Regions from separate parts of the Sus scrofa genome. Here all the other regions are linked to region 1. Evidence: chromatin contacts called from public HiChIP or PLAC-seq data. All regions are on one chromosome and are shown on one strand. Each heading gives the region's core, a stretch centred on a gene start, on an enhancer-like site or on the middle of the called end of the contact. The rest is flanking DNA. Distances are from core to core; before and after follow the strand shown.

Region 1 (3,911 bases), core at 524-3,023:
ACGGTTCCTAGTCAGATTCGTTTCCACTGCACCACGACGCTTCCCAAGTTTGCCGTTCTTCTCAGGGGCTTGAATCAGCAATTTCCTGCCTTTTATCTCCTTTTACAGCTTTCCCTGCCACAACCCCACCAGCTACCCTTCAACCTAGCGGTTGGGGAACTTCTTCTTTAAAAGCCTTTTAGGAAATATTTTAGGCTTTACGAGTCATATGGTTTCTGCTGTGTACTCAGAGCAAACCGAACTCTGCCTTGTGACGTGCAAAAGCTGGGTGACATGACATAAACCATGAGTGGCTGTGTTCTGGTAAAACTTTATTTGTAAGGATGGGTAACTGGCTGGCAGGCCCTCGTTAGCTCACCCTTCTTTAGGCCACAAACTTAGGGGAAATCAAAAATCGCTTTTGTTCACAAAGTGGACAACAACAGCCAAAAATGTCAGCCTGTTGTCCAAGGGTCAAGACGTTGCCAAGGCGGGACCACGTCTAATTCATGTGTTTGTTCTCATCACCTGGCACTAGCATTTGGCACATAATGCAGGTTCAGCAAATGCTTTCGAGTGAATAAATGGGAGTAGAGAACCAAGGCAAGGAGGTGAGGATTCCTTTGAAGGTTGAGAAGTTGCAGTTGGTGGCAATGTGCTATCAAGCTCTGGTTTAAAGTAAACACATCCTACCCCCCCACACCCCACCCCCGCTGCTTTTTGGCCGCCCCAGGCGAGGGATCAGACCTGACCCCCTGCTTTTTGGCTTCCCCAGGCCAGGGATCAGACTTGAGCTGCAGCTTCAAACTGCGCCTGCAGCTGTGGCAATGCCAGATCCTTTCACCTACTGTGTTAGGCCGGGGATCGAACCTGCGTCCTTGGCAATGTCTGGAGGAGTTTTCGGTTGTCACCACTTGCCAGGAGGGTTTCTGGCATCTAATAAGAGGTGAGGGACGCTGCTCCACACACTGCAAAGCACAGGACAGCCCTGTGACCAAGAACCAGCCAGCCCTGAACGTCAGTGGTGCTGAGGTTGAGAAATGGTGGTTTAAAGCTTAAATCACCCATTTAAGCTTAAAGCAGAAAAAGCCTGAATCAAACTTCTTGAGTTAGGAGAGCATCTGATCCCCTTTGGTATCAGAGCTTCTTTTTTTTTCTTTTTTTTGTCTTTTTGGCTTTTCTAGGGCCGCTTCCTGTGGCATATGGAGGTTCCCAGGCTAGGGGTCGAATCGGAGCTGTAGCCGCCGGCCTACACCACAGCCATAGCAACGCAGGATCTGAGCTGCATCTGCAACCTACACCACAGCTCATGGCAACGCCAGATCCTTAGCCCACTGAGCAAGGCCAGGGATTGAACCTGCAACCTCATGGTTCCTAGTTGGATTCGGTAACCACTGCGCCATGATGGGAACTCCTATCAGAGCTTCTCCTCGTCACTTTGTGCAAACCCCCTAACCCCCTGCAGACACTGGGCTCCCTTACACCCTACAAACTGAATACCCTCCTTCCTGCCAACTGAGCAAATCCCTCTGACTTGGGGACAGGGTGTTTCAAAGTTCCAGCCCGAAGAGTGGTTGTATTGGCACAAGAAGAAAAGTGAACCAACAGACTTTTCTCCCCTATACGTAAAGTAATTCAAGACTCAGCAAAATAATGAAACATATGGCTTTGCCATCAGAATGATGAGTTCATATTTCTTGTCTTTTCATCACTTTGTTTTAGGAAGACAGGGTAAGAAAAACCTGGGCTCTCGTTAGCTAACTTTTGAATCACCAGCAGAGGGCAGGCATTGCTTACCTAAAGGAAAACACAGTTCCCTCGGCGGTCAAGTACGCCCACGTAGGCAATGCCAGGACCTGCAGGAACCCACAGATTGATAAACTACCTCTCCTGGTCATTTTCTCCCTCCACGTCATAAGTGACGTGATTGAAGTTGTCTTGTGCTGCTATAATTCTATATCAGGGAAGATTTGATTTCTCCTCTTTTATGGAGACAACTATGTTGAGGTGATTTGAAAATCTTTCTTGGAGTTCTCGTCGTGGTTCAGTGGTTAATGAATCTGACTAGGAACCATGAGGTTGCGGGTTCGATCCCTGGCCTTGCTCAGTGGGTTAAGGATCCGGTGTTGCTGTGAGCTGTGGTGTAGGTTGCAGACTGGGCTTGGATCCCGAGTTGCTGTGGCTGTGATGTAGGCTGATAGCTACAGCTTCGATTAGACCCCTAGGCTGGAACCTCCATATGCTGCGGGAGCAGCCCAAGAAATGGCAAAGAGACAAAAAAAAAAAAAAAAAAATTCCACATTGAAAATAATGTATAAGCATCGAAGACAAGTAGAAAAAAATATAAAAACACAATGGAAATATTCACCTCCCAGAGATGATCACTGTTCATTTGATTTTTGGTGCTTTTTCTTGGTATCTCCTTTCCATTAATCCTTCTGAAATGTATCTGGAGCAGTGACATAGGAGGGTCTTTGACATACTGAGAAATGTATGAACCTGGAGTTCCTGTCGTGGCTCAGAGGAAATGAATCTAACTAGTATCCATGAGGACGCAGGTTCAGTCCCTGGCCTTGCTCAGTGGATTAGGGATCCAGCATTTCATTGCTGTGAGCTGTGGTGTAGGTCTCAGATCTGGCCCATGGTGCAGGTTGTGGCTACAGCTCTGATTCAGTCCCTAGCCTGGGAACATCCACGTGCTACGTGTGTGGCCCTAAAAAGACCAAAAAAAAAAAAAAAAAAAGAGAGAGAAAGAGAGAGAGAGAGAGAGAGAGAGAGAGAGAGAGAGAGAGAGAGAAATGTATGAACATGCTGTGTTTTCTTGTCTCTGTGTCTTTGCTCACCCCGCTCAATTGGAGACTCTTTTTCTAGTTTCTGAAAATCCACATCCAAGATTGTCTTCGAGGTCAAGCTCAAATATCTTGCTTGATTCTCCCCAGCAGGAATTGATTTATTTTCTCTGTATTTTGGGGGTCACTGTGTTTACGACTCTCATGGCCATTACCATGATCTTATTATGATTTGTATGTACAGGAGAATCTTCCTCCTACGTAGGTCTAAATCTTTTGAATGTGAGAATCTCACTTCATCTTTCTGCTTTCCATAGTGTGACACAGGGTGATCCCATGGTAAATATAAATCTTTGTATAAAGAAGGAAGGAAGGAAAGAAAGAAGAAGCAAAGAGGGAAGGCCATTTCTAATGCCATCTGGTAGAATTTTCTCAGAGCAGAAGACTTGGAGTTTGGGCATTTTGGGGAGTTGAACTGTGTCCTCCAAAATGACACATTGTCTTTTTTTAGGGCTGCACCCATGGCACATGGAGGTTCCCAGGCTTAGGGGCTGAATTGGAGCTGCAGCTGCTGGCCTACACCACAGCCACAACGCCAGATCAGAGCTGGGTCTGCCATAGCTCATGGTAACGTCGGATCCTTAACCTACTGAGTGAGGCCAGGGATTGGACCTGCATCCTCATGGGTACTAGTTGGGTTCCTTATCGCTGAGCCATGGCAGAAACTCCTAAAATGACACATTGAAATTCTAATGCCCTGGTACCTGCGAATGTGACCTTATTTGGAAATAGGGTCTTTGCAGGGGTGATCAAGTTAAGATGAGTTCACACTGGATTCAAGTGGGCCCTAGACTCAAAGGATATTTGGAAAAGGATATTTGGTCACAGAGACCCAGAGTGGGGGGAGGGGGGTGACCCTGTGATGACCCCGTGATGACTGGCAGAACCTGGAGTGATACACCTACAAGCCAAGCCATGCCAAGGATGCTGGAAGAGGCAAGGAAGGGTTCTTGCCTGGAGCCTTCAAAGAGAGCATGGCCCTTCCTTTTTTTTCTTTTTTTTTATCTTTTTGCCATTTCTTGGGCCGCACCCGTGGCATATGGAGGTCCCCAGGCGAGGGGTCGAATCGGAGCTGTAGCCACC
Region 2 (3,911 bases), core at 681-3,180, 960 kb after region 1:
ACCAATCCTAACAGATAAAACGATCATTTGCCACAGAGAAATGCTGATAAGGCTCAGAGTTTTATTTCACAGCCGGAGCACCCACATTTCCATCTACTCTATTCCGTTTACAATCCTACCTGCTCTCCAATCTCAGAGTAACATTTGAGGACCCCATAGCATACACAGAGGCTCCCACACCGATGAAAAAATGCCCATCTGCTGCTCAGGGCCAAAGAGGTTTCCCGATTCCAAATCGGGTGGGGGGGAATAACAGGCGAGGGGGGGAAACTCATGAAACCACCTTAAAGATGACATTAATTGTCTTCGAAAAGGCAGTTCAGATTACTAGAAATGGACAAGTTATTTGGTGGCACAAGGAGGAGATATGAGGAACCAGAAGGGACAGAAACAGCTGCACTCCCTAACCGAGGTCCCAGACCGCAATGAGGCTGCAGACGTGATCCGGGTGCTGGGATTCCACCCAGCCGGACAAAGCTCAGAGCGCCCAGGTAGGGGCCGTCACGCACAAATCAAAACCCAGGAGGCAGTTCCCTTTAGAGGGCGCTCATTGGGTGTCGGAGGGAAACAAGCTCCAACCCCCGAAACGCGACCCAAAGGGGGAGAAAGCAAGTTCCCACCGCCGAGGCCAGGGAGGGAAGCTAGATGCCCGCTTTCGGGCCCGTGGGAGAAGAGACTCCTCCAAGCCTCGGTGCACCCCAGCCGGGGCCCGCGAGGACGAGCGTGGCGGGCTGGAAGCCCCGGTTCTCCGAGCAGCCAGGCGACCCGAGGCCAAGCTCAGTGTCTCAGGCACCTCACCTCGCCCAGCTGCTGCACTTGAGCGCAACCCCTACCAAAATGCCCTCCTGTTCCTTAGGGCCCGCAAGCCGCCCCCCGACCCTCAAGGAGGTCGGGTCGTTGCAAGACTTGGAGTCCAGGGGTCCGCATCCTGGCATTTTGGGGCGCATCCCGCTCACCCCCCAAGGGACCGACGACTGTGCCTCCGCGGGTAGCTTATCCACGCAGTGTCTGCTCCCTTACCCCAGCCACCCGGAACATCAAACAAAAGAACTTTTGCAAACTTTCCTCTCCGGACACTCGCGGGTTTCTCAAAGCTGGGCCCCATCTCCCCAGAACGTGCATTCAATGGAGTAGGAAAGCTGGCGTGGGGGTGTGTGTGTGCTGACAAAGGGACCCCAAAGTTTCCAGGTCGTTCCTGGGTCTCCGGGAGCGCGCGGAGGGGACCAGTTCTCACGCTGCCCTTTCCCGACATCCTCTCTCCGGCCACCCTTCCCCATCGGTCCTTCCCGGCCATAAAGAAAGACCCTCCGAGGGCGAAGAAGTTGGGAGAGATTTCTGGGGCCTCTGCGGTTCGACAAAACTGCCGTACTCTCTTGCTGATCCCGGGGGACCTCCAGGCAACTCCAGGGAGCGGCGCTTTTCTGCGGGAAAGGGAGGAGGGAAGGGGCGGAGGAGCGAGCGCATTTGTCCCAGCAGATCCCCGGGGGCCGAGCTGACACAGCTGGGAGTGGGGGGCATCCCCCAGGTGGCGCTCCCCGACTCCCCGCGGGCTCTGCGCACCCCGCTCGGCCTCGACACCCTATGTGGCGCGCGCGTCCCCCTCCTGGCCCACTCACCGACTCCGCCGACACGCAGGCCACCAAGCCCAAGGTGAGCAGGATCCAAACGCGCCGCATATTCCCCGGGGATCGGCTGCTCCCAGCCGCCGCTTGCAACCAGAGAGAAGCGGAACCTCTTGCTCAGCGCCCGGCGCAGCCCGCGCCGAAGAATCCGGAGCGGAGCAGCCTCCGCGACCGCGGCTCCGGCTCGGGGGCTCGGGGGTTCGGGCTCGGGACTCCGGGGCGCTCGCTTCTTCTTCCTGCGCCTGCTCCCGCTGCCCGCGGCTGCGCTGGGGGAACGCGGCGCCTTCTCACTTGTTGGTTCCTACACTCCCGACGCCGAGTTGTTGCTCCGGGGAGGCAGCTCTCTGGAGCCTTTCTTGCTCTGCTGTAGTTTTACTCCTCCGCGGACTCCTTCCCCGTGTCGCGGCTCGGTTTCTGATTTTTGAGGAATAAATTAGATGGCTTGGAATGTAGCTGCAGCTGAAGTTTGGGGGCAGAGCGGTGGGGGCGCGAGATCCGCGCGGCTGGAGCTCTGGGAGTATCTGGAGAGAAGCGCGTCCGGCAGGGCTAGTGGCTCCGCGGCTGCGCCCCTCCTCCTCCCGCGCCGCCGCCTCCCTCCCAGGGTCCTCCTCCTCCACCTCCTCTTCTCCTCCCGCTCCCTCCCTCCCTCCCCAGCCAGCTTCTCTGGGCTTCTCCGGGCCACTCGGGAGAGGAGGCGGCTGTGTGACTCCCTGCTAAACCCGGGAGAAATTCCTACAGGATTACACCGCGATTGGCAGCTCGGGGGACCAGTGGCCGCCGGCAGCTCCGCGCTGTGGCTGCTCTGGGTCTGCTCGTCTGCAATCTGTGCTCCGGCGCTCCTTTATTTTCTGGCTTCCTTCTCCCCTTACCCCTTCGCCTTTTCCTCTCGCCTCCCCCTTGCTCCTTCTCTATTTTCTATTCTCTTTCACTTTTCTGGAGAAAGATCGGTGAAGCGACGAGACATATTTAGCTTTTCTGCCGGCTGGAATTCGACCAGTAGCAAGAAGCTGCTTTGAGAGTTGGAAAAAACACACACACACACCAAGTTTACAGATGCTTTCAAGCAGTGTAAAGTGTTCATAAATCGCTAGTTCATGAAAATTGTATTTTAAAAGCGAAAACAATAAACGTAATAAACGTGTGTTGAGCATTTCCCACCCACCCTAACGCCCCCCCCCCAAAAAAAAAATCTGGAGGAAAGCTCCCATAAACCCAAAACGCAACCCTTTAAAAGCTCATAATTTCATTAAGGGCTTAAATACCATTTCTGCCTCACACATGGTTTAAGCCCCGAAGGCATTTTATAGGCTCCATTTCAACATAGAGGTGTTAATGTTTGGAAGCTACAAATAGGGCAATTTGATGAGAAATTGGATAGAGACCCTGAACAATAACAGATTGAAGAGAACTTCAAAGAAAAGCAGGATAAAGTAATTTCTAGTTTGAAGAAAATGATGAGCATGTGTTTCCTGAATGGAAGTAATTGGTCCCAAGTATTTTGTGGTGAAGTCTTTTTTTTTTTTTTTTTTTTTTTTTCAGTTCTGTGTCTCTAGTGCACTACCGGACATGGCAAACTCCCTGCCAGTTTCTACCACTATTTTTCTCTCTAATTTCTGGAGTAAATGAATTGTAGAGCCAGTCTGGTCCTAGAATGCCCACTCCAGGAGACCAGCGACTTTTCTGTCTTGTTCACCACTGTATTCTCATTCCTGTTGCCTAAAGATATACAATACATATTTATTGGATAAACTTTGATCTAAAACTCTATACTGCATAAGAGTTGTGAGCCTTTAAGAAACCTAGATGTAGATATATAGACACCAGACCTTGATACTTTTTGAACTTAGAATAATATACAGTCATACTCTACGGAGGATATTGTGAGTATGTATATATGCATGTGTGACTGGGTCACCTTGCTGTACAGTAGAAAATTGACAGAACACTGTAAACCAGCTATAAAGGAAAAAATAAAAAGCATTTATATATATATATATATACTGTAAATATATATATTTACAGTCATACTCTAAGTGCGAACTACAATGTCTTAGCAACCTCTCACCATAAGAAATCTCAGAGAAAGAAATTTAGAGAACTAGAGAGAACTTTAGAGAATGCTAAGTCTGAGACATTGAGCTCTTTGGGTTTTAAGTCCCAACTACCAAGCTCCCAACAGGCAAATCTAAGGTATTGGCAGCCAAAAAGTAACATGGAAAAATGGAAAAGTGAAGAAAAGAAAAAAATATCAAGGGACTGAGCATTGTAACATCAGACGCTTCTGATTCC
Region 3 (3,911 bases), core at 976-3,475, 840 kb after region 1:
CACTGAATAAAGAAGCTCAGTTCAAATGAGTTGGCTACTCTCTATCAGGCTGAAGTTCTTGTTGGCCAATACTACTGGTATCGGTCTATTACTGTACACAAAATTCCTTTTTAGCTCTACTACTCTGCCTAAGAAGAGCCAACCACCTCCATTTGGACCTAAGCTGTGGCCCAAGTAAGTGAGTGACTCCTTTCTGAAGGCCAGAGTTTGTCCAAATTGGCAACCTGCTACTTTAAGTCTAGAGGATTAAATAACATAAAAGATCTCACACCTTCCTGGGGTGTACAGAGCACTAGGCTTCCACTGAAAACAGCATATAATAAAGGGTGGTAAAAAATGTCTGTCTTCATAGAGAACAGACTTGTGGTTGTTGGGCGGGGGGGGGGGGAAGTGGGATGGACTAGGAGTTTGGGATTAGTAGATGCAAACTGTTACATTTAGAATGGATAAGAAACAAGGTCCTGCTGTACAGCACAGGGAACTATATCCAGTCTCTTGGGATACAACATGATGGAAGCTAATATAATAAAGGGAATATGTGTGTGTGTGTGTGTATGTATGTATATATGAATGACTGGGTCACTCTGCTGTACAGCAGAAATTGGCACAACACTGTAAATAAACTATATTTTAATTTTAAAAAAAGAATGTCTTACATTTCCACGCTGCAGGAAACCTCATACTGCCTTAATCCTCAAGCCACCATGACTTACAAAAAGCAGAGGTCACAGAGAAATTACCATTTTACTGGGGCCAAACATGCACCCCAAATCTCACTATTCTCTACATTACTGTGAGCAAAGAAAATTATGAAAGGTCTTCCCAAGCTTTCGTGTACCAGGGTAAAGCAAAGAGAAAAGATCATTGGCAGTATTTTGCCTCCGTTTCCTATTCTTCTCATGGAAAGCCCATGCTTTGTGAGCAGGGAAAGAGGTAAGTGAGTTCTGGGGGCGAAGGAGGTGAAGTAGCCACTGTTGTATTAGTGACCGAGCTGAACTCATTCATATCATCTTTGTCTCATCATTAAGACAGAGGACCTGATGTCTCCTCAGGTCTTTTGAGTCCCTAAAATCATTTGGGAGAGTTGACATTTCCATTCTCTCCAACTCAGCTTCTGATAAGGAGCCTGCATTTCAGGGGGGTCTGCAGGTGTGAAGACAGGAGGTCCCCCCTAAAACTGGGGCCACCACATACTCACAGGAATGGTCCATCAGTGCACCAGCTTCCAAGTGCTCTGGATGGACATTATTATTTTTTTGGCCACACCCACAGCATATAGAAGTCCCCGGGCCAGGGATGGAATCTGAGCCATAGGTGCAACCTACACCACACAGCGGGAACTCCAGAACATTCATCCTTTAAATGGAAAACTTTTATTGTATGAAAGCAGGGGTTTGACTAATAAGAATTTTTTTCTAGAGTATAGAATGAATCTGAAATACCTTAATGTATGTGTGCAAAGTGAAATAATGGAAAGGCAGCACAGATGACTAAATGATGTCAATTAAAGATCCATCATATCCATATCTGATTGTGTGGATGCCATGGAAATGTAACGGAAGTAAAAGATTATGAGCGATGCTCTGCTTGAACAAACAACTGTGTTCTTTTTATTTTGTCACATAAATTTACAATAAACTAGACAGACTATCTATAACAGTGACATTAACGCCACCATGAGACCCACTGAAAAGCAAAGTCTACATTAATGGTATTCTACAGGCAATGTTTAACTTTGCTGTGCCATGCAACAACAAAATAGAACATTTAGTCGCTATTATTAATCTTATTCACTATCAATATTATTATAAGTACCTAGAATAGTGTTTGACACAATGAGTAGCACTCAATAAATTTCCCATGAATGCACAAATTTTTATTATTACTATACTGAACACAGATGATAACAGGAATGTGTTAAAATGTTTTGGGGTCCTCGATTTCTGAGCTCATCTGCCAACCATCTATCTTCTTTATTTCAATCTGACCCAATTTCTTCCTTAAAGCCCATTCTTAAACACTTAAATCGATTTTCAATCCATTGTTGTTAACTGACCAGAGAGCTCGACATCAAACCAGGTTTTGCTTGAGATAAACTCTACCACAAAAAGCTCAAGCTGAGTTTCTTGTCTCGAAAAGAGCGAGTCCTGCAGGTGGCTGCTATCAAGAGCTTAGTCATTGACAAGTGGTCAAATAAACATGTGGTAAAGCCAGATGCCTCTTTCAGCAGCCACACCCGATGATGTGCCACACACACACTGTGAGGTGTTGAGCCACCTTATCCTCAGCCATAACTGTTAAGTTTTCCTTTCTCCTCTTCTCCTTTCTTCCTTTCATTCATTTCACTGATTCATTTTTGGAGCTGGGACGATGCACGGAGCTGGCACATGCCAGCTGTGTCTGCCTCCGTGCTCAGAGCTTCTTCTCCTTCCTTTCCTGTAGCCTGGCCCCGTGAAGTAAATCTACCACTAACTGGAAGTGACCCGTCTCCCTCCAACAGACAATACTCCAATCTGGAAAGGGTTGACCTGGCTACTTGGCATCTGCAGAAACCCATCCAGCCATGTCAGTCACCACCCTGTGCACATGCACCAAGGGCGCAGGGTGGGAGAAAGAACAGATGCACTCTGGGAAGAGCAGGAGACTCAATGAGCAGGAAGGAAGCCTGCCTGGGTTCCTACCTGCGGAGGGGGGCTTCTTACCCCAGAGAAGGCCTGGCCCTACCTTCACGACACAGCCTTCCACAGCCTGTAAAAGCATGGCAGCATCTCGTTTCTAACAACAAATGAGCTCCAAAGGGGACATTTGAGTTTCCAAGTTCGCATAAACTGCATGCTACTGGGGGACTACCTGCAAATCTCTGGTTGCACGCCCACTGGGTGAATGGCTCCGTCTCTCCTGCTCTAACCAAGTTCTAGTAATGCTTATTATAGAATGTTTCCTGGGTCTCAGATGCTGTGTTACATGCCCTCACATTGAATCTTCTCAAGGACCCATGAATAATGGCCTCAGAGAAGCCAAGACACTTGATCAGATCTAGAACTTGAAACCTAGGTCTTCTTCAGACTTTAATATGCATTTTCCAACTTAAACAGCTTACCTATCAGTGAGTGGTCAGCTAACTGCAAGAGCAGACTAATAAGGTCAAAATGACCGGCCTCATAATTTCCATCAGCTAATAGGAAATTTTGCTCTGCTCTAAGGCCAAAAACCTTATTTCTTAATATGTCAACTCTCACAAGAAATATTAAGATGGACCCACATTCATCATGATCACTGGAGGAGTCAAGGTTTGTTTACACAGCCCTGATGTGGGCCTGAAAAGACTCTGAGGAAACCAAAGACCAAAGACCAGTACCTGGGCCACCCTAGTCTATAACCCGTTTCAGCAGATCTGAGGTCCACAGTGGTTTTAACTCAGAACAGATTCTTTATGAATAAAAACAAATTAACTGAATCACCTTGCTGTACAGTAGAAAACCGACAGAACACTGTAAACCAGGTATAATGGAAAAAATAAAAATGATTATTATAAGAAAAAAATAAAAGATTAGAAAAATTAGATTATAAGAAAAAAGAATAAAAGATTAGAAACCAGATTAGAGCAACCAAAAAAAAATCTTGTTTATAAACAAACAAACAAACAAACAATGGTGTCTGCATACCCCCTATATGTTTGTCATAGGAGGTACATGAGGATAAACAGCACCTCGAGTGAACCCAAAGGTAATCCATAATTTTATGGACTCTGGGGGACTATGATGTGCCAATGTAGATGCATCGGCTGTAACAAAGGTACCCCTCTGGCACAGGATGTTGAGAGTGGGGGAGGCTGTGCATGCATGGGGGCAGGGGGTACATGGGAACTCTCTATTCCTACTCAATTTTGCTTTGAACCTAACACTGCTCTG
Region 4 (3,911 bases), core at 935-3,434, 690 kb after region 1:
TTCTTGCATAAAAGAAGTCAAGAGACTTGGGACTTCGTCCTGGCTTTTTCTCCCTAAATGCAGGACCTTGATCAATTCATTTGAAATCTCTCTTTCTGTGTAAAATAAAGGGTTTCATTTCAGCTCTATCATTCTATTATGGATTTTGTGAAATATTTAATATCAATCATACTTTTCTTCACACTCCATATTAACACTTGAATAAATCACCTTATACTTTTTGTCGCCTCCCACCAGCCAATTTAAATTGAACTCACAAAGGTCATTAAGGATGTCTTCATTCCTAAGACCAAGGAAACACTTAAATTACTACCATACTTAGCATCTGAAACATTTAACATTGTGGATATCCTCACCTATTCCAAACATTCTTCTTCCTATATTTCTGTTCTTTGTCCCAATCTTTTCTGTAGGGTCCCTTTTCCCATTTCTCCTTTGAAGTTTATTATTTCCTAGGGCTTCCTCCTTGACCTTCTGCTTCCACTACATGTTCTAACTGGCAAGGTTGTTCACTCCAAGGCTTCATTTACCATCTAGAGCATGAGCTCATCTACATGTTAAGTTCTCTTAGTTTGTTTTCCTATAGACACCTCTAACTCATTAAACCCAAACTCTTCTTAGGACTCTTCCTCTGGAATCCACTCTTCTCCCGGAATTCCCACATCAATGGATGACATTTCCATCACCCCATCATCTGGACTATTCAGGATATCTCACTCTCTTTTAAACCCTCCAGCACTTAATCAGTAAGTGCTATCATATTTAACTCCTAAAAAGCCCTGATTTCTGGCCATACTCCATTCACCTGAACTACCACAGCAACCTTCTCCTGATTTCCCTGTCCTGGCCTTCTCTTCTTTCAGACATTCTCTTTGCCATAGTGATTATCTTTCTTTAAAATATCTACATTCAAAATGTTGTCTCTCCCACTAAACTATGGAATTAATGTGGGCAAGGCCTGCATAGAGTCCATCTTGGAACCTCTAGGATCTAGCTTTGATCCAGCACCTAGTAGATACTCTAGATAGGATATAATGAGTGGTACCTGATTGGTTTTGGAAGACTTAGAGCTGGCAGGCATTTGAGTGGGGAGAGGCGTCAAAGACAGAACACTCCAAATGGAGGAGAACCCTTCTTTTTTAAATTCAAAAGAAAGTGCTGAATATATTTCATGTGCTTAGTAAATATGTCCTGTCTTGAGCTAAACCTTTCTGTATCAGTAGATAATTCCCAGATATAACAACATTTCCTCTGATAAGCATTTATTCCTCCTTGGTACCTAATTTACTGTTTCTCAGAGTAAGTGTTCAGACTGTATTTGTTGATATACATTTTCTGTTATCTGTTTTTGACACGATATGGGGGCAGGAGGACAAGAGAGAAAGAAAGGAAGAGACCAGACATCTTGAACCTCTGCTTCCACTGCACCTTCAATTCTACTTACTATTTTAAACAAACAAACATAGAGTTTGAAATATTTAGACAATCCCACCTAGTAAAAACTAATTAAATCTGAATAAAGTCTGTAGATTGGCAATTTCCTGATTTTGATATACTGCGGCTACATATACGTTACCATGGGGAGAAGGTGGCAAAGGACACAATAGGATCTCTCTATATTATTTTTGTGACATTCTCCAAGTCTATATTTACTTCAAAATAGAAAGTTAAAAAGAAAAAAGAAAGGGTCCTACTTATATGGCTCTTTTTTAAAAAGTTCATTATACTTCTTGAAAAAAAAACACACAGGAATGAACCAGAATTGGCCCTACCTATGAGAATCAGACTCCAAGATAGGGTGAGGTGGATCAGGCCCACCTCTCTCACCATCTTGCACTAGGATTCACCTGTATCCAATAATTTCACCATTATTTCCCCAAGAGTCATGGTAAGGAGGCTTCATTAAACGTCTCTGACATTTAATGTGTCATCCTACCTAGATAAGGTATGAACATTGTGGAAACAAAGCAGGAAAATGAAGGAAGAGAGGCAAATCCTGACAGCAGTGCAAAGAACCCAGGGCATGATATTCCCCTTTCTTCTGGAAGTTAGTAGAGCAACAGCAGATTAGTGACATAATGAGAGCAGGGTGGGGGTGACAACCTGCTGAAAGAGGTCTACCAGTAGACCCTTCTCCTACCACTGGCCACCCTGGACACTCATTACCCCACTCTACAGACGTCAAGTGACCTTATCTCCCTTATCCTTCCTCATCCCACCGGCATGAGCCACAGGACTGACTCATTGTATGTCTGTGACATTTTATTATTTACCAATGAGCAACTTAAATTTTAAGAAAATTAATTGAGCTCACTTTACTAATTTTTTTTTTTTGCCTTTTCTAGGGCCCCTCATCACCTGCTTCCCTAAGCACAGAAAACATTCAGCAATTTTTTTTTTTTTTTTTTGCTTTTTGGGGCTACACTCGTAACATATGGAGGTTCCCAGGCTAGGGGTCAAATTGGAGCTGGAGCCACTGGCCTACACCAGAGACACAGCAATGAGGGATCTCAGCCGCATCTGCAACCTACACCACAGCTCATGGCAACGCCGGATCCTTAACCCACTGAGCAAGGCCAGGGATTGAACCTGCAACCTCATGGTTCCTAGTCGGATTCATTAACCACTGAGCCACGACAGGAACTCCTCACTTTACTAATTCTTTATCCAGATTTCTTTATCCCTTTCAAGTTTCTTGAGCATATAAAACAACAAAGCCCAAACTCCAATTGTTCAAAAGTAGGCATCTTTGAGAGTTCCCACTGTAGCACAATAGGTTAAGGATCCAGCATTGTCTCTACAGCAGCTCGGTTCACTACTGAGGCACAGGTTTGATTCCCGGCCCAGCACAGTGGGTTTAGGATCCGGCATTGCTGCAGCTGTGTAGATTGTACCTACAGCTCAGATTCAATCCCTGTCTAGAAATGTCCATATGCCACAAGTGTAGCCAAAAAACAAGTAGGAATCTTTGTCATACAATGTAATGTAACTTGGCTTTTGACCTACATCATGATGGAATGGAAAGGAATAAATATGAAGCTCTTTCACATGCTGTGTAAGTGAAGCAATACGATTAAAATTCCAATAAGTGAAATCAACCATGAACTCTAGGAAAAACTTTGTATTCTTGGCTTGCAAAATCTGTACTGTAACTCAAAGAGGATATGAGGCAGCTCTTGGTCCCTTTGTTGGCTGTGGATGTTGGGCGGACCATGAGGGTAGATGCCTCTTACCAACAGGGTTCCATGATCTGTGACTCCGCCACATGTGTACAGACTTGCAGTCACATCGAGCACGTACAGTCAACAAAAACATAGATAAATCATATGAACTGAATGCAGTTCATACACTTTGGGTCCAAATACAAAGTAGGTAATCAATGACATAAGCAATTCTGAGGTCCTATGATCTGAAAAAAAGGGACAAAGGGACATGGGATTCTAGTCTCGTAAAGTCCTAGTTTGCTAGAACTTGGACCCCCAACCTAAGGGTAGTAATAGGAAGTGCTTTACTTCTGTCTGTTAAAACAGTGACATATTTGCCTTCAATCTGGTGATATTAAAAGGCTCTTACAAGGCACACAGCAGCCTCTTTCAGAGGCAAGGAAGAGAATATGGACCTTCCTTGAATCAAAGTCTTCCAGAGACTCAGCTGCAGAAAACCATAAAGCTGGAGATATATAGATTTAATTACTATTTGCCAATATAGGGTTACAGTAAGCTGGCTGTTCTAATGTGTTTCTATTGCTAAACAGCATGTTTCCCCCATGTATCTTTTCCTGAACTGGTTAATAACAAGTTCCAAGGAACACTCTGGCAGAGGTATTAGCAATTTCCTTTGGAACATGCCTTTCAGCTTCCCTCACTTTAGCCAGGTTCCCCATTCCATAAACACAAAAGCAGAAAGACCCT
Region 5 (3,911 bases), core at 458-2,957, 630 kb after region 1:
AGAGGTGATGGAGCCACAGGATGGAAAGGAGCAGACGGCTACCTGCGGAGCACCCTCCTAGAATCATTATGTGAGTAAGAAAGAGATTCCTGTTGTGTTAAGTGGCTAAGTTGTTTGTTACAACAGTTAGTCTACCCCCACCAAAGCAGGCACCCAAACTACCTCCAAGACTTTGATGCAGAATATACACCAGCTGACATGAGCTACCCAAAAGAGATAGCTCACCTGGGCTAGAGTTGGATATCAGGGAAGGCTCCCCAGAAGAAGAAACACTTCAGATAAACTGAAGGATAGTGTGAAATAGTGAAGAAGGGGATCGAAAAGTTGCGGAGGAAGAAGCATTTGCAAAGTCATGGAACTTTGAGGAAATGGGGTGCACTAGGAAAGTCTTAGTGACCCCTGACTAGAAGAACGTGGAGTGATGTTGGGAAATGGAGTTGCTCAATGTGTATTTGCTGAAATGACTTATACAGAGCAGAAGCTGGGAGATGTAATAACCATTAAAAATGATGGATAAGGGGCAAGAAAAAAGTAATCAAGGATCATCTAACTCAGAGTGCAGAACAGATGGCATTCTCTTCACTGAGAAAATGCAGGGGAGAGGTGAAAGAATGAGCTCAATTAGGAAGGAAGGAAGGAAGGAAGGAAGGAAGAAAGAAAGAAAGAAAGAAAGAGAAAGAAAGAAAGAAAGAAAGAAAGAAAGAAAGAAAGAGAAAGAAAGAAAGAAAGAAAGAAGAAAGTAGTCAATAGTAAGAAATGCTTCAGAGAGTTAAAGATGATGGCCTGAAAAATGTCCATTATATTTGACAGCTAGGCAGCTATTTGTGACCTTAACAATTTCCATTTAGTACTGGGAAGAGCCAGGTTAAAATGGTCTGCAGAGGAGTTCCTGCCATGGCGCAGCGGAAATGAATCCGACTAGGAACCATGTGGTTGTGGGTTCGATCCCTGGCCTCGCTCAGTGGGTTAAGGATCTGGCATTGCCATGAGCTGTGGTGTAGGTTGAAGATGCAGCTCAGATTCAGCATTGCTGTGGCTCTGGAGTAGCCCGGCGGCTACAGCTCTGATTGAACCCCTATCCTGGGAACCTCCATATGCCTCCAGTTTGGCCCGAAAAAGACAAAAAGAAAAAAGAACACAATGAACTTCTTTGCAGAACAGATACTGACTCACAGACTTTGTTTCCAAAGGAGACAGGTTGGGGGGTGGGGGGATGTGCTGGGGGTTAGGGATAGATATGCTATAAAATTGGGTTATGATGATCATTGTACAACTATAAATGTAATAAATTCAGGGAGTAATATATAAACAAAAAAAAAGAGTCCACTGAAACATGTCTGGCTATAAAATCAATGAAAAAATTAGAACCAGTCCGGATCTAGAAATATTAAGAAAAACGGCGTTTGAATACACATTATATGTTGCCAACCCCAAATCTTAGAGGCTGGATAAAATTCTTCTGGTGCTCCTAGGTTACAGCCTCGGTTTCCAGATGTCCTCATTACACCAGGAAAAAAAAAAAAAATGCCAATGAACCCTGGCAGATTGCTGTGCATTAAGTCATCTGGGAATTTATTAGTCTTATGAGTAGTAGTTCTTAAATAAATGTTTCTGGCAATCACCTAGTTTCACAAAGCAACAGACTGGCTCCATAATTTAGGCCTCATGACCAGTGAAATCATGGTGAATGACCACAAGTTGCTGAGTATGTTATTCTAAGGGGTAACTGAGGGATTCTGGGAAGTAAGCTAGCTATTTCAGGACTTCCCTCCTGGGATGATTAACCATCCAAAAGAATATGGTCAAATTGCTATTTTACTAGTCACCAAACCTTTAAAGACTCTACAAAGAGCATTATTTTTAGCCCTATGACATCACTGTAACTAGGTTTTCTCTCACAGAACTTTTTAACAAGTGGCTTTAACAAGCCCCATCTTCCTCCCCAGGAAGATAACTTATCCCCGTGAAAGAAAAACTTCCTTTCCTTTTCTCTGCCCTTTTGGAAAGCTTTCTACCTGGGTTTCCTAGTCGCTGATGTCTCCTCAGTTATTTTCTTTTCAAAGGTGTAGGGTGATAATTAATTAAGGTCAGGCAACTGTGTCTCCAGCTCCGAAGAGCACATGTGCAAAATAACAAGACATTCCTTTACACAAAAATCTAAAGATCTAGGTTTGAGATCCAAATAAATGCTATTTGCAGTTATTTATGCATGTTTTTCTAATCTTACAGAGACCAGGCTATAACACTAAAATGGCACTTCTTTCATCGATGTTTATCCTTGATAGGTGATGTAGCTACTAAACTCGGCCCAATGTCTTCAGGTCAATTTTTAGACTGTTTACCCACTGCAATGCCAAATTTCCTCTTAAGACTGAAAGTCGATAAAGTGCTTTGCAATGACCCCAATCAGAACTACAAAGAAAAAGACAAAACTTACGACGTGACCCTCAGAAAATACCACCAAACGTTTACATAGACCTTTATAGATAAAATCATTTGGTAAATGAGTGTTCATCATCACTGATTAATAGAGGAGAAGAGTGAGGCCCAAAGAGTTTTAAGAACATTCCTAAGGGGGTAAGGGATTAACAGGTACAAACTACTATGTATAAACTAAATAAGGAACAATAATACATTGTTCAGCAGAGGGAATTATCGCCATTATCTCATAATAACTTGGGGAGTATAATCTGCAAAAATACTGAATCATCACGCTGTACACCTGAAACTACACTTCAATTAAAAAAATAAGAACACTCTCAAGGCCTAATAGTTCTTCAGAAGCAGAACCAGGTCTATATCCAAGGTGCTCTGCTTTCCCAACTCTTTCCACTACACGATAGATGGCCCCCATCAGGTTACCCACTTTATTTTTATTTCACTTCTCTAGTGAAAATGGAAAAAAAAAAAAAAGCCTGGCTTCCTCTGAGGTCATTCGGAATCTTTGATGAAATGCAGACATGAATTCAGTTCTCCCTCCAGTGCAAATACATAAAATATATTGGTTATAGAAGGAATGTTATGGCATCATCGTGGATGTGGAAAACTTTTTAAAGGAATGCGCAAGTGATGCTTGGAATCCTGAAAGGGGCAATGAAGACATGACAAACAAATGACCAAATATGGGATAGGGGAAAATTCCATGAACCGTCAGTATTTTCATTTGACTGGTTTGTTTTCATTTCCTAGGAGCTTCTCTTTCATAGAAAACCTGGGGTTTTGAAAGCATTTCAAAGAAACATAACGACCAACCTGTAGATGGAGAAGGAAGCCACTGATCGAATGAGGGATGCCAAAGCCCCCACCTTGGCAGCCTCCACAGCCCCCTGGACGCGGTACTGCACTGTTCTCGAGTAGTTGCTGTAAGGTTGATTATAAACGACAATCTTCCCTCTTGCTTCTGGGGCCCTTCTCTGCAGTTCATCGAAAGAGGTCACCACCAGAACTTCTGCTGTAATCCCTGGAAATAAAAATCATTCAAGATGAACGTATGGTTTCCGATCAGCCAGGCTGCACTGACCCACAAAAAGGTCACACATGTTCTGTCCACTACATCTGGCAAACTGGCTTGCAAAGATCAAAGTTTCAGAGCCATCTGCCCCATGGACAAAAGACTGTGGGGGTTGGCCAGTTTCTCAAGAACGAGAAAAAGCGTGCAAATTAATATAACATATAATTCACAAGGTTTTTCAGCCCACTTGTCCAGCTGGTATTAAATCACAAATGGCTTGAAAAGATGTCCTTTTTTCCTTCTTTTCCACCCTAAGAAGCCATGAGTCTCACAGAATGACACTAATTATTTACTTTTTAAAAAATGTGTTTTAGAAAGCTCCCCTTGGGATTAATGAAACACATATTTATCTTTTCACAGAACTATTTTGCTGTGTTGCTAAACAACCTTCATTGACATC
Region 6 (3,911 bases), core at 448-2,947, 600 kb after region 1:
TCCAATCATCTAACTGGACCCCACAGCATCATCTGTCCCCTGCTCCAAAAACACTTCCTTCAATGAATTTATTCCTATAACTGTCATCAGCTTGAAATCCTAGAAAAGAAACTCCTTTTCATTTTCCCTCCATCTCTGAATTGGCTATGATTGGGTTCTACCACAAGGAACAGAATCTCAAAATCTCAGTGGCTTCTAGCTTAATCCTCTCAGGTGGAATTTAAACTGGGGCTGATACTGTGCTCCATGAAGTCTTACAGGACTCAGGCTCCTTCTAGTTCACCCGTCCACTATTCCTAGGATCCAAATGAGCAGCTAGACCTACAAAGATGGCAGATTATATAAGTAGCAGAATAGAAGAAGTGATGGAAGAAAAGGATGTGTGCCAGCTATCTTTTAGGCATGCTACTATATGACACTTCTGGTCAGAACATAGTCACACAGCCACACATAGTTACACATAGTCACACCTAGACACAACAAAGGTTAGAAAAGATAACAGTCAGTTTAGATGGCCACGTTCACAGCTAAAAATTGAAAGGAGAAAGAACAGATACTCAGATGTGACTAGCAGTGTTTGATATCATTCTCCATAACTAACTGTTCTAAATGGTCACATTTTATCTCTACAATGAATCTGGCATCAGCACTGCTATCAGAATAAAGTTTCCAATTCTAAACTTTAATCATATCACTCCCTACTCAAAATTTTTCAACGGCTCTTCAATGTATATATATAAATTAAAATCCACATTCCTAAACTAGCTCCTTAAGACCAAACAAAATTTGATCACAGACTACTTTTCCAGTCTTATCTAATACCATTGCCCAAAACTGAGACAGCTTAACTACTCTCCATAATATTTGCTACCATTTAATGAGAGCCAAAGAATTTACATAGATTATGACCAATCTTCACCAAAGAATCAAACACAAAAAAACACTAAAACCAATATTACTGTCCCCCTTTTAAAGATGGAAAACCTGAAATTCACAAAAGCTAAGTAATTTGGGCATAGTCCCATATATATAAGTAAAAGGGATTTGAAAACATATCTGTGTGACCCCAAAGTACATTGCTTTTCTGTATCCTCCATCCCCACACCCCGCCCTACACTACATCAGCAGTCATCATACAAGCTTTTCTTCTGTCTTCTTAGAGGTGCCCCCACAGTACATGGAAGTTCCTAGGCTAGCAGTCGAATAGGAGCTATAGCTGCTGGCCTACAGCACAGCCAAAGCAAGGTGGGATCTGAGCCACGTCTATGACCTATCCTACAGCTCATGGCAACGCCGGATCCTTAACCCACACAGTGAGGCCAGCAATCGAACCTGCATCCTCATGGATACTAGTTGGATTCGTTACCACTGAGCCATGATGGGAACTCCCCAGGCGCTTCTCCTTTATGACCTTGTTCTGCTCTTTGCTATAATGTTCGTATCCTCCATCCCTGTTGAAATCTATCACTTACTGACATTTTAAACCATCTTCCATGATGGGTTAAAATACTCTCTCCTTCATGAAAACCTCTCTGAACTTTTTGCACCTTTCTCCCTCTACTCAATTACCTGACAACCAGAAGTACTTTTACCCTGAATTCCCACAATATTTTGTTGGTGTTTCCCTTGAGGTCTCAATCATATCCTACTCATATCATGCTTGGCTATATCCCAGCCTGGCCTTGCTCAAGGGTCCTTAGTCTCAGAGGGCTGGACCAGCGTGTTTGTCATGTACATCCCTAGTGTGGGTAGCACTGGGTACAAAGCTTTCTGGGTAATCATCTGCTTTCTGTAAAGTAAATCAATCTGAATTTAAGTATATCAAGTTTTCTTAAGAATAAGAACACCTGTTTAAAGATGTCTCTCCATACACTTTTGAGCAACTCTACAGCAACTCTGATGCCAGAATCAGCAAAGGGAAGTGAGACTGTGAAGAATGTATCACGCCCCAGTGATATCCTCGTCATATCCTTACGTCTTCAGGATCACGATGTACTGATTGGGAAATAGAAGATATTGTAAGATTAGTGACCTAAACAACCTTCCTCAAGCCCTGTGGCTTTTCCTCCTTCTGTTCAAATTTTGTCCTCTCAGCTCTGTCCCTATTCCATTAACTTCTTGCCTCTTTCACTGTTCTTCCCAATTTTCTGCTGTTAGTCATAAGATTCTAAATTACTGGTAAAAAGCAGTGCACTTTCTTAGACAACTGGCTGTACAAATTTGATTCTAAATGGAATAATTTTTGTTTGGTTTCCATTTTCTATATTCTCAAAGGCTCGTGGTGGCTTAGAATTCAATCTAGACAATTTCTATACATAGCACCAACAAAAGTATCACAGCCTTATTCATTGGTCTATCACTAATGCAAACCCCAATGTCTAATGCCTAGGAGGAATTTAATAACTGCTTAATGAAGAATGAATAAATGAATGAACCCAGAAAAGAGACTGCTTTATTTCTGATCCTTTCCTCACTATATTTCAAAGAATTAAAATGACATTACTAAATCAAAATTCACACATTTTAAATTCAAAATAAACCAGCGTTTATTACAAGGAAACTCACATTGAAAATCCATTTACCACTTTTGAAAACAAGCACCACAGCTTCTTATTCCAGTACAATAGAGAGTCTATGAATGCTGCCTAAAGCTAAGCTACTGCAATGGAAAAAAGGAATAAGGAATTTTCCTTTAGAATTTTAGGTTAACTGTCCAGAGCCCTGAGACTTATCCTTACCTCCTGCCTATTCAGCCAAGAGCCTAATTCTACCCTGGAGTGAAAAGAGACCCAAGATAACTATCCCAGCAGATCTTCCCTATGAAGTGGAGGAGCTCCTACAGGCTGAACACATTTGCACACCCCATGTTTACTGGCTTCAACACTTCCCACGGCTCAGCATCAATAAATGCCTAGAAAAAGCTACCTTCCCACTCCCTGTGCCCTGGCAAGAAAAGGAACTACTCTTGGGCCAAGGAGCTTGAGGGAATCTGAAAAGGTACTCAAGATGCCCTGAGCGAACCATCCAAAGGATTGATTTTATCACAAGCCCATGGAAAAAAATCACTGATATGAATTAAGAGCAGGTTCTACAGCCTTGAAGCAGTGGCCAGTATCTTCTCACTGTGATAACAGCTAAGCTTTTCAGCTAGGAAATTGCCGTTATTGGAAATATGCTATTCTTGGTGACTTTTTTTCTACTGATGGTCTCCTCTATGCTGACTTCTCTCCCCTGGTGTCTTAGAGAATGTGTTAAGATATTGAAATCCACTGCAAGATTGTCTAACACACTGTAAAAGTACTGAAGGTGCCCTCAGGAGAGCATCAGCTTCAGAGTGGCAGGGGCAACACAGCAGGTAAGCCTCCAGTGTGTCCTATGTCTCTGAAAGAGTTAGTAGGCCTCCGCCATATTCCTAGTAGAAGTATTTGGTACTAGATCAAATGCAGACCTAAAAAATATTGATCTAGCTGAAGCTTCTGAGAATCAAATTTAAATTGTTTTGAAGAGTAATTTGGAAAACTCTATTAATATTAAAAATCTATATTTTCAATCCAGAAGTTCCAGATAGTAATAATTGCCATACACATATAAGTACACAAAGATGAATACTCTTTCATCTTGATTACAAGATTATAACAATGAAAAACTGGAAATAATCGACATGTCCCTAAACAGGGGAGATGGCTAAATAAACTATAGAAGACAGTATTATCACGCAGTGAAATAATCTGCTGGAGTTAAAAACAAGGAGGGAGAAATCCTCCTCTTGGACAATGAGGAGCATTATGATTTATTCATAGAGGGCCAACTTTCCCACTAAAAGTGACAAGAAAAATCAAATAAATTACAAAAATCATATATTTAAAGATATGATAGTGTTACCAAAGCAAAGCGGACTGAAAAAGTACAAT
Region 7 (3,911 bases), core at 690-3,189, 560 kb after region 1:
TCACACTCGGCGGAGAGCGGGTGAGAAGGAGGAACGGACCACCCACAGGTGCGTTGCCAGGTAATAACCCCCATGGGTGCTCTAGGTATCTGCGAGATAACAAGGGATAGGACATTTGAGAGGTCTTTGTGCCTGGGAAAGAGACATCAGGAGAAAAAACACACGAGAAAGGCACAAGTAATGACTTGGCAAGGATGATACGACTGACTTGTATCCTGAATCAACCAAACCCGACAGGTTTAGATGCTCTGCATTCGGCTAAGGTGTGCCGAAGCACGGTGGTGGGGTATCTCTGATGTAGAAAGAAATGGGAGTCAGGAAATCTGGAGTCACATTCCATATGTGCCCTATCACGCATTTGTTGTGCCTCCCTGAACAAATTGCTCATAGATTCAGCTTCCTCATTGAAGGTCAGGAAATCAGCACTAAATTGCTGAGATCCTTATCCCTCTGTCTCTGCCTAAGACTATTCTAAGAGGTAGGACACCCTCTGTTGATTTAATTTAAAAAAAAAAAAAAAACCCAAAAACCTATTCATGGATGGCAACAAGTTTCCTATGAATTTTCCAATGCAAATTAGCTCCTTAATAAATGGGAGTAGAATAACAAGGCTATTTTAGTGCCAAGAAGGATGAGCCTGGAAGTCACAGGGCTCTCATCCCCCACCCTCTCAGACTCATTCTCAGCCATGGACGGGCCTCACAGGTACCATGATTTCCTGGGGATAAAGCTGTCCGAGAGAAAGGAGTTCCAAGGCCAAATGTCAGAGCTCCCAGAGGCTTGCTTACCCCCAGGGAAATGCACATAACCCCCTCCTTGGGTCTCCTGAGTCCTGCACGTGCCCAAATCACAGAAGAGGGCTGAGTCACGAGGGAATTCCAGGCTTGGAGGAGGCATCTTGTGAAGTCTTTAGGAAGAAGGTAGGATGTATGTCTCTAATACCACTATTCCGCCTTTTCACACATTGAAAGCCAATAAAGTATTTGTATTTTGGGCATTTTTTAAAAAGCCTGTGGTTAATTCAGTCAAGGCTTATCCCTGGATTATGTGATAGGGTTTTGAATGTGTTAATGGTGCATCAATCACATATACACTTTTCCAGAGCCGAAATTCACCACATGTTGTCCATGGATCTTGGGCCAAATCAGAAGGATTCTTTACGGGTTAATTACTTTCCTTTCATCAGGTGCTGGGCATGTAGGAGAAGTAAGGGGTTGGGCTGGGTGTCAGCACCAAAGACTCTCAGCCACTGCCTGAGTGTTACCCACTTTTGAGTCACCTAGGATGCTCAGCTGCAGGCAGAATAATGGGAATTTCAATGCACCCGCTTCCTTCTTAGAGATAATTTCCACTGCACCTACTTTGTTCCACATTATTTAGCACTGGGTCTTTGGCATAATAAGGAAAAGGATGTGTCAGTGATAAGTTAGTCAACCGAAACTATCAAGACCAACGTTGATGTCACTGTTAGCATCACTGATAGTTAAAAGTAAAGCTGAATGGTTTTAGGAAATTTTGTCAGAGTTAGAGGAGCTGAACTCCCCGCACTAGTCAAAGAAGAATGAGTCTCAATTGACACTGAATCTCCATCATGCATTTCCCTTCCTGCTTCCTTCATTTTAATGTCTGCTCATTTATGAATAGTTCCATATAATTTAAGCACAACGGCTTCTAACTTAACCCTCCCAACCCCACTCCCTCTTGCTCACCTCGGATCAGTCACCCCAAATTTACCTTTATCTTATAGGGAACAAAAGAGGGGACCCGACAGCATGGAAACATCAATTCGAGATCAGTGTTTTAAATGATAACTGAGCTGCAGTACAAAAATGCAGAAGTGGAAAGAAAACAGAAGAAAAGAAAGTAGGGAGGGAAATAGCAAGGGCCTGAATCAGGGCATTAATGACAGTAAAGACAAGGCAGGAACAGATTTTTGTTCCTTTTTTTCCTTTTTTGGCCATCCCACAGAATATGGAGTTCCTGGACCAGGGATCAGATTCAAGACACAGTTGCGACAGATGCTGCAGCTGCAGCAATGCTGAATCCTTTAACCCACTGTGCCACACTGGGGATTGAACCCTCATCCTGGATGGCACTGCAGAGACGCCAATGATCCCACTGCACCAGAGTGGGGACTCCCCAATTTTTTTTTCACTCTTTTTTTAGGGCCACACCTGCAGCAATATGGAGGTTCCCATGCTAGGGGTAGAATCAGAGCTTAGCTGCCAGCCTACATCACACCCACAGCAATGTGGGATCCGAGCCGCATCTGTGACCTACACCAGATCCTTAACCCACTGAACGAGGCCAGGGATCAAACCCACAACCTCATGGTTCCTAGTCAGATTCATTTTCACTGCGCCACGAAGGGAACTCCCCAATTTTTTTAATATGCTGAAAGTAGACTGAAAAGGATATAGTTCCTGAATGTAGGACAGTGATAAAGAGGAGCCAATGAAAAATAACTTGATGTTTTATAACTATACTGATAGGTAAATGTGGTTCCTTTAACAGAGACAAGAAACTGAGGTGAAGCATCAGGTATGAGGGAGCTGATGGACTCAAGTTTAGTCACATAGAGTGGCATTCAGGGGTGACATTCAGTGTGTCCACGGACAACTCATGTTCTCAGTGAGCAGCAAAACTCCTGGATTTAAAGTGAACGGAGATTAAGAAAGTCTTGCAGTCATTTTCTCCTTTTGTTTCTTCACTAAATAAAATATGTATGGACAAGCCACTACATGCCAAGTGCTGGGATAGGCATTAGGGAAAAAAGGAAAAGGAAGAAAGTAAAAGAGGGGGAGTTCCTGTCGTGGCACAGTGATTAACGAATCCGACTAGGAACCATAAGGTTGCTGATTCGATCCCTGGCCTTGCTCAGGGGGTTAAGGATGCGGCGTTGCCATGAGCTATGGTGTAGGTCTCAGACTCGGCTCGGATCCTGCATTGCTGTGGCTCTGGCATAGGCTGGTGGCTACAGCTCCAATTAGACCCCTAGCCTGGGAACTTCCATATGCCATGGGAACAGCTCAAGAAATGGCAAAAAGACAAAAATAAATAAATAAATAAATAAAAATAAAAGAAAAAAAGAAAAAGTGAAAGAGGGTCTGCTCAGGGCACCTGCAAGCTCTGGTGGGGTGACACCATAACAATGGCACATAGCAGTGCGCTGAGGGAGGGTATCCAGGAGGGGCTTTATCGGGATGGTCAGTGCTTACGCGGGGTCATGCACCTGGAGGGGTGACGCATGCCTTCTGCTTCCCATCCCAGTCTAGACGCCCATGTGGTTCCATGCAGGCTGTAAGGCAGACACAGCCACAGGAACTTCACGTCCCTGGGCTCACCCGCATTCCTTCTGGGGAAGCAATGCTGTGACTTCTTTGTGGGAGACCTTGTGTTAACCTTCTATCTCATACATCTTGGTAAGGAGGTATTTATGACTAACTTAGAATGCTATGCAATGCTACGGTAGACGTAAAAGTTCAACCCTGATTTCTGGGCCCTCTCTGGAATTGTCCATCACCCACCTGGAGAAGTGCTGCCCCAGAGAATACAGAGATCGAGGCATTTTGACAGCGACTAGGGTGTTTACATCTTAGGCCAGCCCCACAATTCCCTCCTAGGCACTTTCCCAAGGAGAAATGAAAACATGGCCATAGAAAGGCTTATACAAGCATGTTCACAGAAGCTTTATAGATAACAGTCAAAAACTAGAAACCACTCACTATCCATCACTGGTGAATGGATGAACACACTGTGGTCTAACCACACAATGAAATGCTACTCAGCAGTTTAAAGGAATGGACAATGGATACGACAACGTGGATGAACCTCCAAGGCATTTTGCTGAGTGAAAGAAGCCAGCCTGAAAGACTCCTGGAATATGATTTCACTTACATGACATTCTAGAG

What was found. HiChIP or PLAC-seq counts read pairs in DNA pulled down with a chosen protein or histone mark.
Region 2: an H3K27ac HiChIP or PLAC-seq map of alveolar macrophages shows a contact between it and region 1. The contact joins the promoter of SDC2 here to the enhancer-like site in region 1. A contact is called at or near these places in 2 of 5 promoter capture datasets (fetal skeletal muscle and liver), 10 of 47 Hi-C or Micro-C datasets (brain, embryonic fibroblasts, fetal heart ventricle and 6 more) and 2 of 2 datasets of contacts at active chromatin or transcription factors (alveolar macrophages and skeletal muscle).
Region 3: a contact with region 1 is called in an H3K27ac HiChIP or PLAC-seq map of alveolar macrophages. The contact joins two enhancer-like sites. A contact is called at or near these places in 1 of 47 Hi-C or Micro-C datasets (embryonic fibroblasts) and 1 of 2 datasets of contacts at active chromatin or transcription factors (alveolar macrophages).
Region 4: an H3K27ac HiChIP or PLAC-seq map of alveolar macrophages shows a contact between it and region 1. The contact joins two enhancer-like sites. A contact is called at or near these places in 1 of 47 Hi-C or Micro-C datasets (embryonic fibroblasts) and 1 of 2 datasets of contacts at active chromatin or transcription factors (alveolar macrophages).
Region 5: a contact with region 1 is called in an H3K27ac HiChIP or PLAC-seq map of alveolar macrophages. The contact joins two enhancer-like sites. A contact is called at or near these places in 4 of 47 Hi-C or Micro-C datasets (embryonic fibroblasts, fibroblasts and mesenchymal stem cells) and 1 of 2 datasets of contacts at active chromatin or transcription factors (alveolar macrophages).
Region 6: a contact with region 1 is called in an H3K27ac HiChIP or PLAC-seq map of alveolar macrophages. The contact joins two enhancer-like sites. A contact is called at or near these places in 1 of 47 Hi-C or Micro-C datasets (liver) and 1 of 2 datasets of contacts at active chromatin or transcription factors (alveolar macrophages).
Region 7: a contact with region 1 is called in an H3K27ac HiChIP or PLAC-seq map of alveolar macrophages. The contact joins two enhancer-like sites. A contact is called at or near these places in 1 of 47 Hi-C or Micro-C datasets (embryonic fibroblasts) and 1 of 2 datasets of contacts at active chromatin or transcription factors (alveolar macrophages).

The regions. Positions count from the first base shown.
Region 1 is chr4:39,171,513-39,175,423 of Sscrofa11.1, forward strand. No RefSeq gene overlaps it. Among named protein-coding and RNA genes, the nearest start is that of MTDH, 60 kb to the left of the region's middle. Within about 2 kb of position 1,774, at least 2 of the 83 cell types and tissues checked have an H3K27ac peak or open chromatin away from gene starts, as enhancers often do. A contact at or near this core is called in alveolar macrophages, where this site is marked.
Region 2 is chr4:40,127,553-40,131,463 of Sscrofa11.1, forward strand. It overlaps SDC2 (syndecan 2), which reads right to left and starts at 1,931. Exons shown (of 5, transcript NM_001315754.1): 1 at 1,617-1,931. The coding sequence starts at 1,676.
Region 3 is chr4:40,007,121-40,011,031 of Sscrofa11.1, forward strand. The region is part of intron 3 of SDC2 (syndecan 2); the gene reads right to left. Among named protein-coding and RNA genes, the nearest start is that of SDC2, 120 kb to the right of the region's middle. Within about 2 kb of position 2,226, at least 2 of the 83 cell types and tissues checked have an H3K27ac peak or open chromatin away from gene starts, as enhancers often do. A contact at or near this core is called in alveolar macrophages, where this site is marked.
Region 4 is chr4:39,865,712-39,869,622 of Sscrofa11.1, forward strand. No RefSeq gene overlaps it. Among named protein-coding and RNA genes, the nearest start is that of CPQ, 12 kb to the left of the region's middle. Within about 2 kb of position 2,185, at least 2 of the 83 cell types and tissues checked have an H3K27ac peak or open chromatin away from gene starts, as enhancers often do. A contact at or near this core is called in alveolar macrophages, where this site is marked.
Region 5 is chr4:39,805,649-39,809,559 of Sscrofa11.1, forward strand. CPQ (carboxypeptidase Q) reads right to left here. Exons shown (of 8, transcript NM_001243691.1): 2 at 3,253-3,460. Among named protein-coding and RNA genes, the nearest start is that of CPQ, 48 kb to the right of the region's middle. Within about 2 kb of position 1,708, at least 10 of the 83 cell types and tissues checked have an H3K27ac peak or open chromatin away from gene starts, as enhancers often do. A contact at or near this core is called in alveolar macrophages, where this site is marked.
Region 6 is chr4:39,771,439-39,775,349 of Sscrofa11.1, forward strand. All of the region lies in intron 2 of CPQ (carboxypeptidase Q), which reads right to left. Among named protein-coding and RNA genes, the nearest start is that of CPQ, 83 kb to the right of the region's middle. Within about 2 kb of position 1,698, at least 4 of the 83 cell types and tissues checked have an H3K27ac peak or open chromatin away from gene starts, as enhancers often do. A contact at or near this core is called in alveolar macrophages, where this site is marked.
Region 7 is chr4:39,729,197-39,733,107 of Sscrofa11.1, forward strand. The region is part of intron 3 of CPQ (carboxypeptidase Q); the gene reads right to left. Among named protein-coding and RNA genes, the nearest start is that of CPQ, 120 kb to the right of the region's middle. Within about 2 kb of position 1,940, at least 3 of the 83 cell types and tissues checked have an H3K27ac peak or open chromatin away from gene starts, as enhancers often do. A contact at or near this core is called in alveolar macrophages, where this site is marked.